Regions from separate parts of the Triticum aestivum genome. Here region 1 is linked to region 2. Evidence: chromatin contacts called from public Hi-C data. All regions are on one chromosome and are shown on one strand. Each heading gives the region's core, a stretch centred on a gene start, on an enhancer-like site or on the middle of the called end of the contact. The rest is flanking DNA. Distances are from core to core; before and after follow the strand shown. Region 1 holds the start of LOC123156666 (kanadaptin). Region 2 holds the start of LOC123162745 (putative U-box domain-containing protein 42).

Region 1 (7,196 bases), core at 3,341-5,840, 380 kb before region 2:
GTGCACATAGAAAATGCAATGCTGAGTATGATAATGTCGTTGTCGTTTCTTCAGTAAAAAATGTTTACCTTTTCCATTCGCTTTATTAATTTGCTGCGTGTCTTTTCCTGTCTGTCCGTAAGCTGACCTTTGTAGGTTTGCCACGTGATCTCATCTGCCTCATCCTAAGATATGAAAAGATGTTCAGTAAAAAAAACAAGGGCCGTCATAACCAATTAAAAAAGAAAAAATCTCTAAACATATATAATTATGCAACTGAAACTTGGGAACAGTTGGTTTCTCACCAAAAGAATGGAAAGGCTCCATACGATTAATAACTAATGTAAGATTCTCAATATCCACAACCAAATGCTTGTAAAAACAAAAAAACTAACCTCCCCGTCTTCTTCAGGTGCATCCTCCGACATACCCCATGAGATCCCATCTGCTAAAACTGCTTGAGTTTTCGCTCGTAAAAGGGAAGCTTCACGATCAAGCATATTTTGCCGAATCTTAGCATCACGGAGTTTCTGCATATCCTTTTCCTGTTAGATGAGACAAACAAGTAAATACAAGACTCACACAACTGAATATGAGGAGGCTGACTCTGTTCAATGATGTATATCCCATTTGTGTTTTCCACTTCTACAAAAGCACAAATCTCTATTCTACTCCTAGAAAAGACCCAGTTGGTGATGATGGTGTGTGTCTGCCATCCATCATTTCTGTCATTTGATCTGCATCTAACAGATGTGAAGTAGGCTGTAGTACACTCTGCTCCACATTTGCAGAAAACTCCTTAGTCTCTCCCCAGCCTTTCTGTCATTTGATCTGCATCTAACAGATGTGAAGTCGGGTAGGCTAGAGATAAGAGGAATAAAATTGGGTGAAACCCAACATATTTTTAGTGATATACACCAAAAACAGGGTGATTTTTTTTTCAAGTTTGTGAACATGTATTAGTCTATTTTGAATTCGTTCCAACGCACAGGCACTTTGCTAGTTGGGAACAATAAACTGTATGTTGCATCCTCACTATAACTTTGATTAAGACGTGAATGCGGCGGCAAGCTAGTAAATACTTCAGAAATCAAATATGGCATAGTGGCAGATGAGCCAACTGAAGGAGTTTCAGAATCTTACTGGAGGCATTAGCTCAGATGGTCCTTGAAAAATGTACAAACGTGATGATCTGGTATAATACAAAGAGTGAGAAAAGTTCAGTCCAAATTTACTGAGTGATAAGAGCGCAAATGAATACAACAGTAGTGCCATTTTATTCATTTCTTCAATTGCTTGTTTGATATTTCGTTTTCAGTTTCAGGGCATTTGTTAAACTAACAAAAATGCAGTAATATTCCTACTAGATTATTTTTTTAGAATATGCATGAGGCTGACATATCTTTTCATTCAACTTTCCATCAGATGTACTTCCTCTGTAAACTAATATAAGAGCGTTTAGATAACTAAAGTAGTGATCTAAATGCTCTTATATTAGTTTACGGAGGGAGTAGTTAATTAAGTCAATAATAAGTAACAATATAATTTACTACGAAAAAAATAAAAGTTAAGCTTTCTTTGAAGCCATGAACTCATTGCCACTGTTTTACAACAGTTCGCCAATGTTACTGTTTCACAACAGTTGTCAATGCCACACATGATTATTAATTTATAAAGGAAAAGGCTAGTCCATAATAAGCAGGTTATGAAATGAACAGATTTGAGGTTAGAAACCTAAAAATTCTGTCAGATGAAAGAACACAATTTGCAAAAAAATAAGCACCAGAAAGCAATTTGTTGTAATCTCTGCTAGAAATGATGCATAACACCGTCTGGCTGACAAACTTACTGCCCAAATCGAATTACATCTCCAACATGAATCGGTGTGTACATCTTCTTCTTGACCTGTTAATTAAATATATGACATCAGAACAATATTCTTGCCTTCATCAGAACGGTAGTTATGCTATCGTGAACCAACAAGCACGGCAACATTGGCAAGCTAATACAAGGTCCCTTTTCTGGGGAAAAAGGATGTTACAGGAATAGCCCAAAAGCAAATTAGCTCAGAAAGGCAGCAGTGTATTAAGCATGAAAAGAACAATGGATACACAAACAACTCTTTTGCTATTTCTAATATCAGAAAATGGCAGATATCTTTTCCCCAGTTTATAGTGTGACTCAGCAAGCCAAAGGTAGATGGATGTACAAAATTACAACAGAATAAGAATGCCATCAGCACAAATTGCAGTGCTTTTTAAAACAAAATAGCATGAACAATGATGCATTCTGCGTCATATTGACGCTCTTCTCCTTAATACGAAAATGTGTGTTCGAGAAACAATGAGGTGCATACATGAGAAGAGGACACATAGTTGCATGGTATCAACATTTTCAAACAAACATATTAGAAGTCCTGGATGAATTGGAAATATTCAGTTCTGCTCTGAAGTAAGACAAAGGAAAGAGACTATGCCTGAGTTTTGTTGATGGAAGAACCATGTGTGCTTCCAAGATCGTAAAGGAAAACCTGCCCATCATTTCTAAACTGCAGAACTAAAATAACACAAAAGAAGTCATAAGTGTGACGCATAAGACTTACCAAGAAAATATTATATATTATTATTATGTGAATGCTTGGATTCTATAATTACCATCTCTGGTTCACGAACAATAAATAATTATCCCATGTCCACAAAACTTGCACTCAGAGATTATTAAAAATATAATGGAAGATGATAAAACAAAGTGAACAATTACTCATAAGAGAACACTTTATGTAATGATACATATAGTAGATGGCATACTTATGCAAGAAAAAACAACTGCAGAACTTCAATACAGTTAACCACGTGCATATACTTTGTGACCTCTGCCAAAACAACATGGACAATGCACTACACATAGAAGTCCTAGACAAATTAGTGGAAGAATTCCTTCGATTCCAGTCATGGTCAATGTCTTGATTCAACCCTATTTCACCAGCAGGTTATCCATATAATTTTACTAATTAATAAACAGCTTTTCTAAGTCAAATACTACCCTCTGAAGAAAAGGATTATTTACAGCAAAGTTTCACAGTTCCCCGCATATCATCCCCCATATGTTCATGAATATCTTAGCACCATAAATAAAATTTATGCTCACTGACATCCCAAATGTTCAGAATATCAGCGACCAGTTTCCAGCCAGCTATCCGAAGAATCAGTAAAAAGGTGACTAAGTATATTGCTTCAAACAAAATTCCAACTTCTGTTTGAAAACTGCAACCATCCTGACATCTAGTTAATGTAATGAAGCTGACTGAGATGGGGTGGGGGGTTACAGACGACCTTCCTTGATGTGAAAAGTATTAGTAATTGCTTCCGTTTCGAACTGAAAAGGTCTACAAAATACTAGCTCTGCACTTAGTAACTAGATTAAATAGCTAGCTGGAGTTCGAGTTTTGGTTCTAATGTTCTATCTATGGCATAGTTGACAAGAGCATCCGTTTCGAACAATACTTGACAAGAGCATGGCGAAAATGAATGTACCTGCATGAAAACGGGAAATGGTGGGATGCTCCAGCACGAAATCGCACAGATCAATTCGGCCAAACATGTAAGCTCCTTTCTTGGACCTGCGATATGTAATGCCAGTCATTTCACCAACCATATCTAGGAAAATAAGTAGTCCAGCTAATTATGTACTAGCAGACAACGTCATGAACTTCGAATGTGAAGGTCTCAAAATCCACATATAATACAATGCATTGGATTGAAACATGAAATATGTAGCTATGCAAGTACTCATTTCACGCAACTACAAACCATGAGTGATTTTAGAAATAAAACTAAGTCGTTATCAACCGTTTGCACTAGGAACCACGCATTGCCCTTCTCCACTCCTACCGTACATGAGCTAGAAACCCCGGAGGCATCAGAGTAAGCAGCCCCATAGCAAGACGAGAAAAGCAAGACTGCCGGTGCAGAGACAGCAACTCACACGTCAAGGTTCTCGAAGATGAGGCCTTCCTTGAGCACCTCGAGGAAGAAGGGGTGTTCCGGGGCGGCGCTCCAGTCGGGGATGGCGTATGGTGCGCGCGGCCGCGGCTGCTGCCGCTGCTCTGGCGGCGCCTCCTCGGCCATCTCGGTGTCGCCACCGGGGTTCCTTTCCTCCCCCGCCGACGAGTCGCTAGGGCTGGGGTTAGCGCTCCCGTCGGCCGACGATTCAGACTCCGACGCTGCCTCCGCCTCCGGCTGCGGCGAGGGTCTTGGTGGCGGTGGAGGCGGCATAGAGGAGGAGGGGCTCGGTTTAGCACTCCCGTCCGCCTCGGCCATCGAGGCATCAGGCCTCGGCTCGTCCTCCGCCTCCGGCTGCGCCGATGGGGCAGGCGGCGAGGGTTTGGGGGGCGGCGGAGGCGGCATGGAGGAGGAGGAGGGGTTAGGGTTTCGGGGCGGGGGCGGAGGCATAGTAGGGTTCATGGCCGTGTGCGGGAGCGTGAGAAGTGGAGACGAAGGGAGGGGAAGGGGACGACGGCGAGGAGGAGGTGGGGATGAACAGCGGAGCGGAGCGGAGCTGGGTCGGTGATCCGGGCAAACGGACGGGGAAGAAGGGGGGGCAGCAATCCTCGCCGTTGGCGACAGATGGTGCTGCGCAGGTGGAGCTCTCAGCCAAGCGCGATCTTGGCCGTTCGTTTTCCGTTCGGCGCGCAGGATTAGCTAGTGGCAGAGTTACGTGTGACCAATTTGGAACATCCCAACGCCACCGCCGTACCGCTCATTCTCCCCTCACTTTCCCTCTCCTCTATTACTCCTCCTTGAGTTGGCGGATTGTGTGTTGCTCTTCTACCATCGGAGAGGAGGCGGCATTCCCTCTGTAGATAGTAGTAGTGGTGCTTATAGGAGGCGGATGCTTGGACTTGCCATCTGGCACTATGCCAATGGGGTGTTGGAGATCGATGAAGGCGAGTTGCGACTGGATATCCATGGTGATGCTCATGGCCACGGTTCCTTCGGTGGGAGCCAAATGTGGTGGGATTCTCTGTCGCCCTCTAAATAAGCTTGCAAGATCCTCGGATATGGATCTCGATCTTATTCTTCCTTGCTTCCCTCTAAAGCTGCTGTGATGGTGGACGGAAAGAAGCGGGAGGGAGGGGATCAAGCTACCGACGAACCATCCATGTTCTTCCTTGGAGATCAATCTCAGCAGCACCTATGAGGAAGCTACGACCAGACTCGGTCCTCAACAACGTGTTGCCGCATCTCCTAGTCGAAGGTCGGCCATCCGGAGCTCTGGCAATCAATGTCGGCTCCTTTCTTTCCACCAAGTCATTGAGGCAAAAGGGAGGCATCTATGTTGGTGCTTCAACCTACTATTTTAAGTGTCTCGCCGGCGGTGAGCTGCCCAGGTGGTCTCATCCTCTAGCGATGGTGGTATCGGGTCAAGGCTAAAGTTGTGCGACAATGTAACGCCCCAGACACACCCGACGGTTACTGGCTGTTACTCCTGGTGAGATCTAGACTAACCCCACAGATCAACACTAGTCTTTATTGCGCACTTTGTCCTCACTCGTGCACACCTGGAACCAACTTCCTCGTCAGTCACCCATCCTGAAATTGCTCCAAGCTGAGCACAATTTACTTGGGAGCTCTTTTCGAATGGGCTCTCGGAAAAGAAGGAATTCCTTATTGATATGAGTAGTCTATCATCACTATTAAGCTAGGATGCAATTATTTTGGTGTTCCTTGCAATGTGATCTTCAGCTGGACTTGAGGGGAGATTAATCTTGAGAATCTCTTCAGCATCAAAACTATGGACAAGGAGTCGATCAGAGGCCTATTCCAGTCATTAGTTTGGTTTGAGATCAATTGGTTGACCAGCCTAATTATTGATCTGCTCTTTAGGGATGTCACAATTAAGACAAAGAGCCAAGGTATCACATACACCGCCGCTCAAAGGAACCGACGTCCTCATCGGCCCACGGGAACGTTTCCTCTTGGCACACGTTTGTGCGTCCAGTCCGACAAATGTGTCATGCCATGTGCCGCGATGGGCCACAAACGCCATGCATAAACATGACCGTGCACCTAACATGCAAACATCTGTGTAACCGTGAGGGTCGGCTCTGGTACCAACTTGTAACGCCCTAGACACACCCGTCAGTTACTAGCTATTACTCCTGTCGGGATCTAGACTGGCCTCACGGATCAACACTAGTCTTTCATGCGCACTTTTGTCCTCACTCGTGCGCATCTGGGACCAACTTCCTAGTCAATTACCTATCCTGAAATTGCTCCAAGCTAGGCACGCTTAACTTTGGAGTTCTTTCCTAATGGGCTCCCAGAAAAGAAAGAACTTATTATTGATATGAGTAGTCTATCATCCCTATTAAGCCAGATTATCACAAACAAGGACTCGATTGCTTTTTAGTTTGGTCTTCCAGGATCCAGTTTGCAAATTGTCCATATTGGGTGGTAATTTTCACTTTTCTATTGGGTCCATTTGTAAAATGTTGCATGGTTATCCAATATAACTCCAGGTCCTCTGGGCCCTTCCTAAGTTGAGAAACACCATGGGCGCAATAAAATGTACAATACATGAATTCGAGTGAGTCCTTGAAGGACAATTCCAACGAATATCTTTCCTGGACTATCTAGCAAAAAAGGTGTTGATACTAGTATTTAATTCTCATATGCACTAAAAGTTACACATCATGATTATGACTTGATGTCTACTATGCAACCTTCTTCTTATAGACTCGTGTTGGGCCTCCAAGTGCAGAGTTTTGTAGGACAGTAACAAATTTCCCTCAAGTGGATGACCTAAGGTTTATCAATCTGTGGGAGGCGTAGGATGAAGATGGTCTCTCTCAAACAACCCTGCAACCAAATAACAAAGAGTCTCTTGTGTCCCCAACACACCAAATACAATGGTAAATTGTATAGGTGCACTAGTTCGGCGAAGAGATGGTGATACAAGTGCAATATGGATGGTAGATATAGGTTTTTGTAATCTGAGAATATAAAAACAGCAAGGTAGCAAGTAACAAAAGTGAGCGAAAATGGTATTGCAATGTTTGGAAACAAGGCCTAGGGTTCATACTTTCACTAGTGCAAGTTCTCTCAACAATGATAACATAATTAGATCATATAGCAATCCCTCAATGTGCAACAAAGAGTCACATCAAATGTCACTAATAGCGGAGAACAAACGAAGAGATTATTATAGGGTACGAA
Region 2 (6,406 bases), core at 471-2,970:
ATACGCGTCGGACAAGAAATTAAGAAAATACTACTGTACTGGACAGTGGACGATATCTACGCACGCAAGCGGATTGCGATCGGCCCGCCCGGGGTGGCGCCCATGTCGACGCGACCCACACGCTGGCGGACGGTTTTGCCCCTGCCCGATCGGGCTGCAAGTGTCCCAGTCGTCCGTAGCTAGCTATCGCCGTCGACTGGATCATCATCATAGAATAGCACACTAGTAGCCATCACGCCGCGGTTCCATTTAGAATGGTTCCACGCGCTTGATCGTTCTTGTAACCCACTGGTAAAGACAAGTTGAGGTTTTTGTGCCCACTGGTAACCTGACCTTGCTTGTAGCTTGCTAATCCATTCTTGCCGGGTAAATTCTGTGCTCTTGTCTTGCACCAGCCGTCATACCGCTATTTTATTCATGCTCTTGTGTCTAGGATAGGCGCATCTCGACGATGTAGAATTAGTCGATGGAGACGGTAGTTAATTAACTCAGGAATCTGCGATGAAATCGAACATTTCAAGAGCTAGGTTACATAGGTTGAAAAGCTCAACGAACATTATTATTCAATTTAGCCCAGTTCCGTCGGTCCTTATCTGTACGCAATGTACTAGCTAGGTTAGTTGTTAGTACCATTAACTGTGTTATTTTTCTGAAAGATGTTGTAATTTGTTACTGACTGTACCACTCGATCGTACGCACCTCCACCCCTGAGCAGTACCGCTGGTACTACTCTGGTAGCCATGATTAGTTATTTTGCTGCGGGGCATAACCATGCATGATTAGATTAGTGACTGTAGTGAATCGATGACGCATCCCATGATTCCAGCACGATCTAGGAGCAACTAAATAAATCTCAGCAACTTCTTAACCCTAATAACTTACTTCTTCCACTCGCAACACAATGTACACTACTGTACCCCTTTTTTTTTTTTTGCGAGGAATGTACTACTGTACTGTACTTGCTAGCGCCCTCCAACGCCTAACCGTAACAATATCTAGATCGACGATCGGAACTCGAATGCTTTTCTCCTTTCACAGAAGATGGTTCTTTCTTAGATTAGAGCGCTCACTTAATGAGCTTCGCCGCCACCATTCAACCGATTCGGGGATCATCAATGCGGCAGCCATGCCATGCCTTCATGATGAGGCAAATGGAGCGGAGAGGAGAGCAGAAAGAAGGAAGCGTATGATCCAAGAACTCATGAATCAGGGCGGTCCACAGCTCAAAAATGCTGCCATAATGCTGTCTCTCGCCTGCACTTTCCTTCACCACCATCATTTGAAATAGGGGTAATTCTGTGAACTTACGTGGAAAAGAAAAACATGCAAAGTTTCCGAGAACTTGCCCCGTTCATCACCAAAATTGACCGCCGTGCTGGGGTTATCGATCGATTTGCAGGCCATCTTGCCTTGCCTGACCGAAACCTCAGTGCAATTAACATTGCCAGGCCTGAAGTCGCCGTGGACAAAGAACGAACGCAGCGCAGTCGACATGCCATGCCAGGCCTGCGTGGACAGAAAACGAAGGTGGCATATGTGGTGGTGTCCGTTGCAAGCATGCGGTCGCCGGGCACCACCTCCACCGCCAGCAAAGTCAAACGCCTTTGTACGCTTCCCACGGCGCACTATCTACAAATATGAACAATAAACAAGCGCGGCAGGGGCACTACCGGAAAACCCGTTAAAAAACTGGGCCGCTTTACCGATCTCCAATCCAGGGAGCCAGCCAGGCCAGGGAGGTTGCTTTAGACGACCTCACTTGACTGGGTCCCCGTGCGGCGCCATCTCCCATCATTTCATTCCGACCTCCCTCCAATTTATTTTTGTTCCTCTCGATTCTTCTGCCGCGCTCAGCCGGGCGGTGCGGCGCTGTTCGTTCGTTCGTTCGTTCGAGGGCTGGACGGCGCGGGGGCGGTGGCGGTGGGCAGGAAGCGGAGGAGGAGAGAGATAGAATGCTCTCGCGGCACCGGTAGCCACCTTCTCCCCGGGTCAGCACGGCGGGTGGCGGGCAGGAGGGCGGCCGAGGAAGCGGCGGCCCCGGTTCTTCGGGTCAGGGGGCTTGGATGCAGGTATGTGTGTTGCTGAGTCGCCTTCTCTTCTTCTGGCGACGAGCCGTTTGATTCAGTTCAGGGTGGTGTCAACTGTCAGGCACTAGCGTAGGTTTTCAAGAAAAAATCACAGTTCCTTCCTGTGTTGTTCTTGTTTGTGTTCGTCTTGTGTGGGGATTACTAAGCCTTGTGGGAGGGAAAGGAATCATAGGGTTTTAGGCGGTCTTGTGTGGATTTGGCATCGGGAGTGGGGAAATGAAGCCGAGGCCGTTCCATGTGCTCAAATGTTATTTTCAACTGTTATTTTCTTCTTCTTCCCCTTCAGCGTATTTTCTATCTTCTTTCAAGGAGTGCCCGAAAACCAGCGTGTTCCCCGTTTCCAAGCACTTCATAGTACAAGTCTTTAATTTGGCTGTTTATTTTCAGTAAAGCGAATTCCAATTCTTATTCGTTCATAGTACTTACGGGAGATGCCACTTTCTTGAAACCATTTTGTCAACAATCGGGGATTGGGGGAAAGTGGCAGCCCCGTATCGTATCCTCCGATTGTTGTAGAATCAATTCCCCCGTCAACTTCAGATTGTTTTAATCTAATATAAAATCTGTCGGTTAATTATTTATAGTTTGCTGGTGTGAACTCTCAACCGTCATTTTCCATGAGAACAGCCCCTCTGTCTTTGGAGTTGGATGCATTTGCTTGGGTGCCTGACGTGTACTTGTTTTTCAGAGAAGTGAGGGACAAGCCCGGAAGGCGGCACTCGCCGAGTCCATAGCGGCAATCTCCGAGGTCATGTCGACAATGGCCTCCGCCGATGTCGGCCAAGAGAAGTTCATGGATGCAGGCAGCCGTCTTCAGCGCGTGCCCCCGGCGACATTGGAGGTGCAGAGGGTGCAGAATTCCCCGACCAACGTGATGCACATAGCCGAATATCTAGCTGCCAATGTCGACCTCGCCAAGGACCTCGTCGCTAGGTGCAGCGCCGTCGCGCAGCAGCTCATGGATGAAGACCTCCAGAGCATAACCGAGGACCTTGAAAATGTGATAAAGAACATCGGTCATGAGCTCGGCCGGATACCCGCTTCAGCATTTGGTAGCAACAGGTGTGCGGATGCAGCAGCCGGCATGCACCTTCAGGTCACTGCAAACGGGCAGCATCCTAATGATCAGCGTTCCTGTGATGGCTATTCTGAGGGCGACATGACGATAGTTGTGGCAAATGATAGGCCCAAGAGAAGAGCACTGCACGACGGCGACATGCCAAGGTTGGTAGACTTCCTGCAGGGAATGTACCATGAGTCTCACGAGTTCGGTGGGCAGTCGTTCAGTTCACTCCCTGAAGTCGCAGAGTATGTTGAGCCGCTGTATGATTCTTTCTTCTGCCCACTCACAAATAAGGTCATGGTCGATCCCGTGACTACCGAAAGCGGAGTAACATATGACAGGAGAACCATTGAGGAGTACTTTGACAGTTTAACGGATGATTCTGAACCTGTGATCTGCCCGGTTACGAAAATAGCGATGCAGAGCAAGACTCTGAGGACTAATGTTCCACTCAAGAGCACAATCGCGGAATGGATTATGAGGAATGAAGCAACACGGATCAGAATCGCACGTACTGCTCTCTCACTGGCAAGGACGGAGGCTATGATACTTGAAGCCATACATGAGCTGAAGCTGCTTGCCAGGACGAGGAGAAAGAACAGGGAGCAGATGCACAAGATTGGCATAACCAAGTTCCTTGCACGTCTGTTAGAGCACAAGGATGCACTGATACGCTGTGACTCACTGGAGCTCCTCTGCCTGCTGGTCGAAGATGAGCCAGGAAAGGTAAGGAAGTCTGAAATGTTCAGCTTTTGTGAAATCCCAGCTTGGCCATGTCAAAATTATTTTTCGAAATCACCATGTGAAACTTAATGAAATGCTGAAATTAAATTATTGGTAGAGTCCAGTTTCAATTTGTGTTGGTCCTGCATCTTAGATTAACAACTCAAATGTTGCCTCTTGACGTGCAGGAAATCATAGCAAAAACCAGGGCTGTCTCAAGGACAATAAAGCTGCTTTCTAGTAGTAGTTCGGATGAAAGACATGCAGCTATCTGTTTCTTGCTAGAGCTTTCAAAATCAGAGTTACTGTTAGAAAACATCGGGTCAACTGCTGGAAGCATATTAATTCTGATCACGATGAAATTCAACAACTCCGATGATCCGATTACTTCAGAGAAGGCCGGAGAGGTCCTCCAGAACCTGGAGAAATGCCCAAAGAATATCAAGTACATGGCTGAAAGTGGCTACTTGGACCCTCTCCAAAGGCATCTCGTTGAAGGTAATATATTTTTCCTGTGCAGAAACATACCTGACTTCCTCCATTTTTTAAAATTTCCACATAAAACAAAGAAAATAGTTTTTTTTCCTTGTAAAAAAAATCCAAATTCAGAACTGTGGATGAGTAACTGAAAACATTTGCCTTGCAGTAATAAGAACAGCTCCCATTTTGTCCTAACAATTTCTAAAATAGAATTACTACAGTGGGAGTTACTACTCATGTTTCAACAATTTAACAATGCGGCAGTACAAATTTGTTTTGCAACAAGTGAGCTAATCGTAAGTTCAAATTAGAACTCGTGCACTGGTGACTGATTTGAGGGGTTTCCTAAAAAAAACTATACTATTAAAAAAACTCATACTATTCATTGTACTTGCACCGCTCGTGCCAAACATCACTAACTAACGTGAATATGCATGAAACAGGGTCGGAAGATGTGCAGATGGAAATGGTGGGTTACCTCGGCGAACTAGTCCAGAAGCAGGAGATGACCATTAACATTGCCGGGAGCGCATCGGAGATACTTATCAAGATGGTGCACAGCGGCAATGCTAGTATCTGCAAGGCGGCGCTTGATGTCCTGGTCCAAATATCTTCTCACCAGCCCAACGGCAAGACACTTGTGGACGCAGGCGCTGTTCCAGTCATGGTTGAGGCGCTCTTCATCCGAAAAATCGATGATGAGCCCATGGGATCCAAAACCGAGGCTGCAGCAGTACTTGCCAACATCGTCAAATCTGGCATGAACCCAGAGGCCATTGTTGTCAACAAGGAAGGTCATGTTATCACCTCCAAGTACTCGGTTTACAACTTAGCACACATGCTCAGGTGCTCCATGCCCGACGATCTCAACCTCAACATTTTGCGCGTGCTGCTCGCGCTCACCGCGCTCCCCAAGCCGCTCGCCACGGTGGTCTCAGTCATGAAGGAGCAAGATAGCAGCCAGACCGTGATCGAGTTCATGGGTTCACCTAGCGAGGCGCTTGGCATTGCTGCGACAAAGCTGCTCACTGCATTGTCCCCACAGATGGGGCACACCATTGCCGAGAAGCTGTGCAAGGTGCCTGGGCAGCTGGGCAGGCTGATCAGGAGCATCAGCCAGTTGGGGCGGATCACAGAGCGGCATGCCGTTTCTGCGACGCTCCTGTCAAAGCTGCCCTATCAGCATCTGACACTCAACCTCGCGCTGCTGCACCAGAACGCAGTGCCGACCATGCTGGCCAAGATAGAGGAGATGCAGCGTGGCGGGATGCGGGCGAGCCGCCATGCGAAGCCATACTTGGAGGGCCTCGTGGGCTCGCTCGTCCGGCTAACAACGACGCTGCACGATCAGGATGTGCTCCAGGCAGCCATGGACCATAACTTCACCTTGGTGCTCACCGATCTGCTGGTCCGGTCGTCAGGCAGCGATGAGGTGCAGCGGCTCGCGGCGGTCGGCCTCGAGAACCTCAGCCAGCAGTCGGCGAACCGCTCGAAGCCTCCGTCGGAGGAACAGCAGCCCAAGAAGAACATTCTCCGGCGCCTGCGCACCGGCCGGGTGCATGACAACCGGAAACCGCCTGCACACGGCCGTCTCTGCCCCGTGCACCATGGTGTGTGCTCTCCGGCTGCCACGTTTTGCCTGGTGGAGGCCGGCACGGTCGAGTGCCTCCTCGGCGTCCTGGAGAGCAACGAGAACAGCCATGTGGTCGAGGCCGCGCTGGGCGCGCTCTGCACGCTCATGGACGAAGGCGTGGACGTGGTGGGCGGCGTGGCTGTGCTCACAGAGCACGACACGCCGCGGCACATTCTGCGACTCGTGCGGCAGCACCGCAACGACGAGCAGGGCAGCGGCGCGGTGCTGCGGCGGTGCTTCTGGGCCCTGGAGAGCTTCCTCGAAAACGGCGGCGACCGGTGCGTCAAGGAGGTGACCTCGGACCGTGCCCTGCCGAGCGCGCTGGTTGGCGCCTTCCACAAGGGCGACACCGCCACCAAGCAGGTCGCCGAGAGCGTGCTCCGGAGCCTGAACCGGATGCCGGACTACTCGGCCACCTAC

The links. Hi-C and Micro-C count contacts between places; a contact is called where the count stands out from the background.
Region 1: a contact with region 2 is called in a Hi-C map of leaf, with 7 times the contacts expected there. The contact joins the promoter of LOC123156666 here to the promoter of LOC123162745 in region 2. A contact is called at or near these places in 3 of 5 Hi-C or Micro-C datasets (all in leaf).

What each region holds. Positions count from the first base shown.
Region 1 is chr7B:141,553,173-141,560,368 of IWGSC CS RefSeq v2.1, reverse strand. It overlaps LOC123156666 (kanadaptin), which reads right to left and starts at 4,590. Exons shown (of 12, transcript XM_044574821.1): 1 at 3,964-4,590; 2 at 3,513-3,598; 3 at 2,456-2,535; 4 at 1,829-1,884; 5 at 1,123-1,171; 6 at 375-524; 7 at 69-164. The coding sequence starts at 4,442.
Region 2 is chr7B:141,168,091-141,174,496 of IWGSC CS RefSeq v2.1, reverse strand. LOC123162745 (putative U-box domain-containing protein 42) reads left to right here and starts at 1,720. Exons shown (of 4, transcript XM_044580509.1): 1 at 1,720-2,069; 2 at 2,776-3,876; 3 at 4,062-4,371; 4 at 4,797-6,406. The coding sequence starts at 2,064.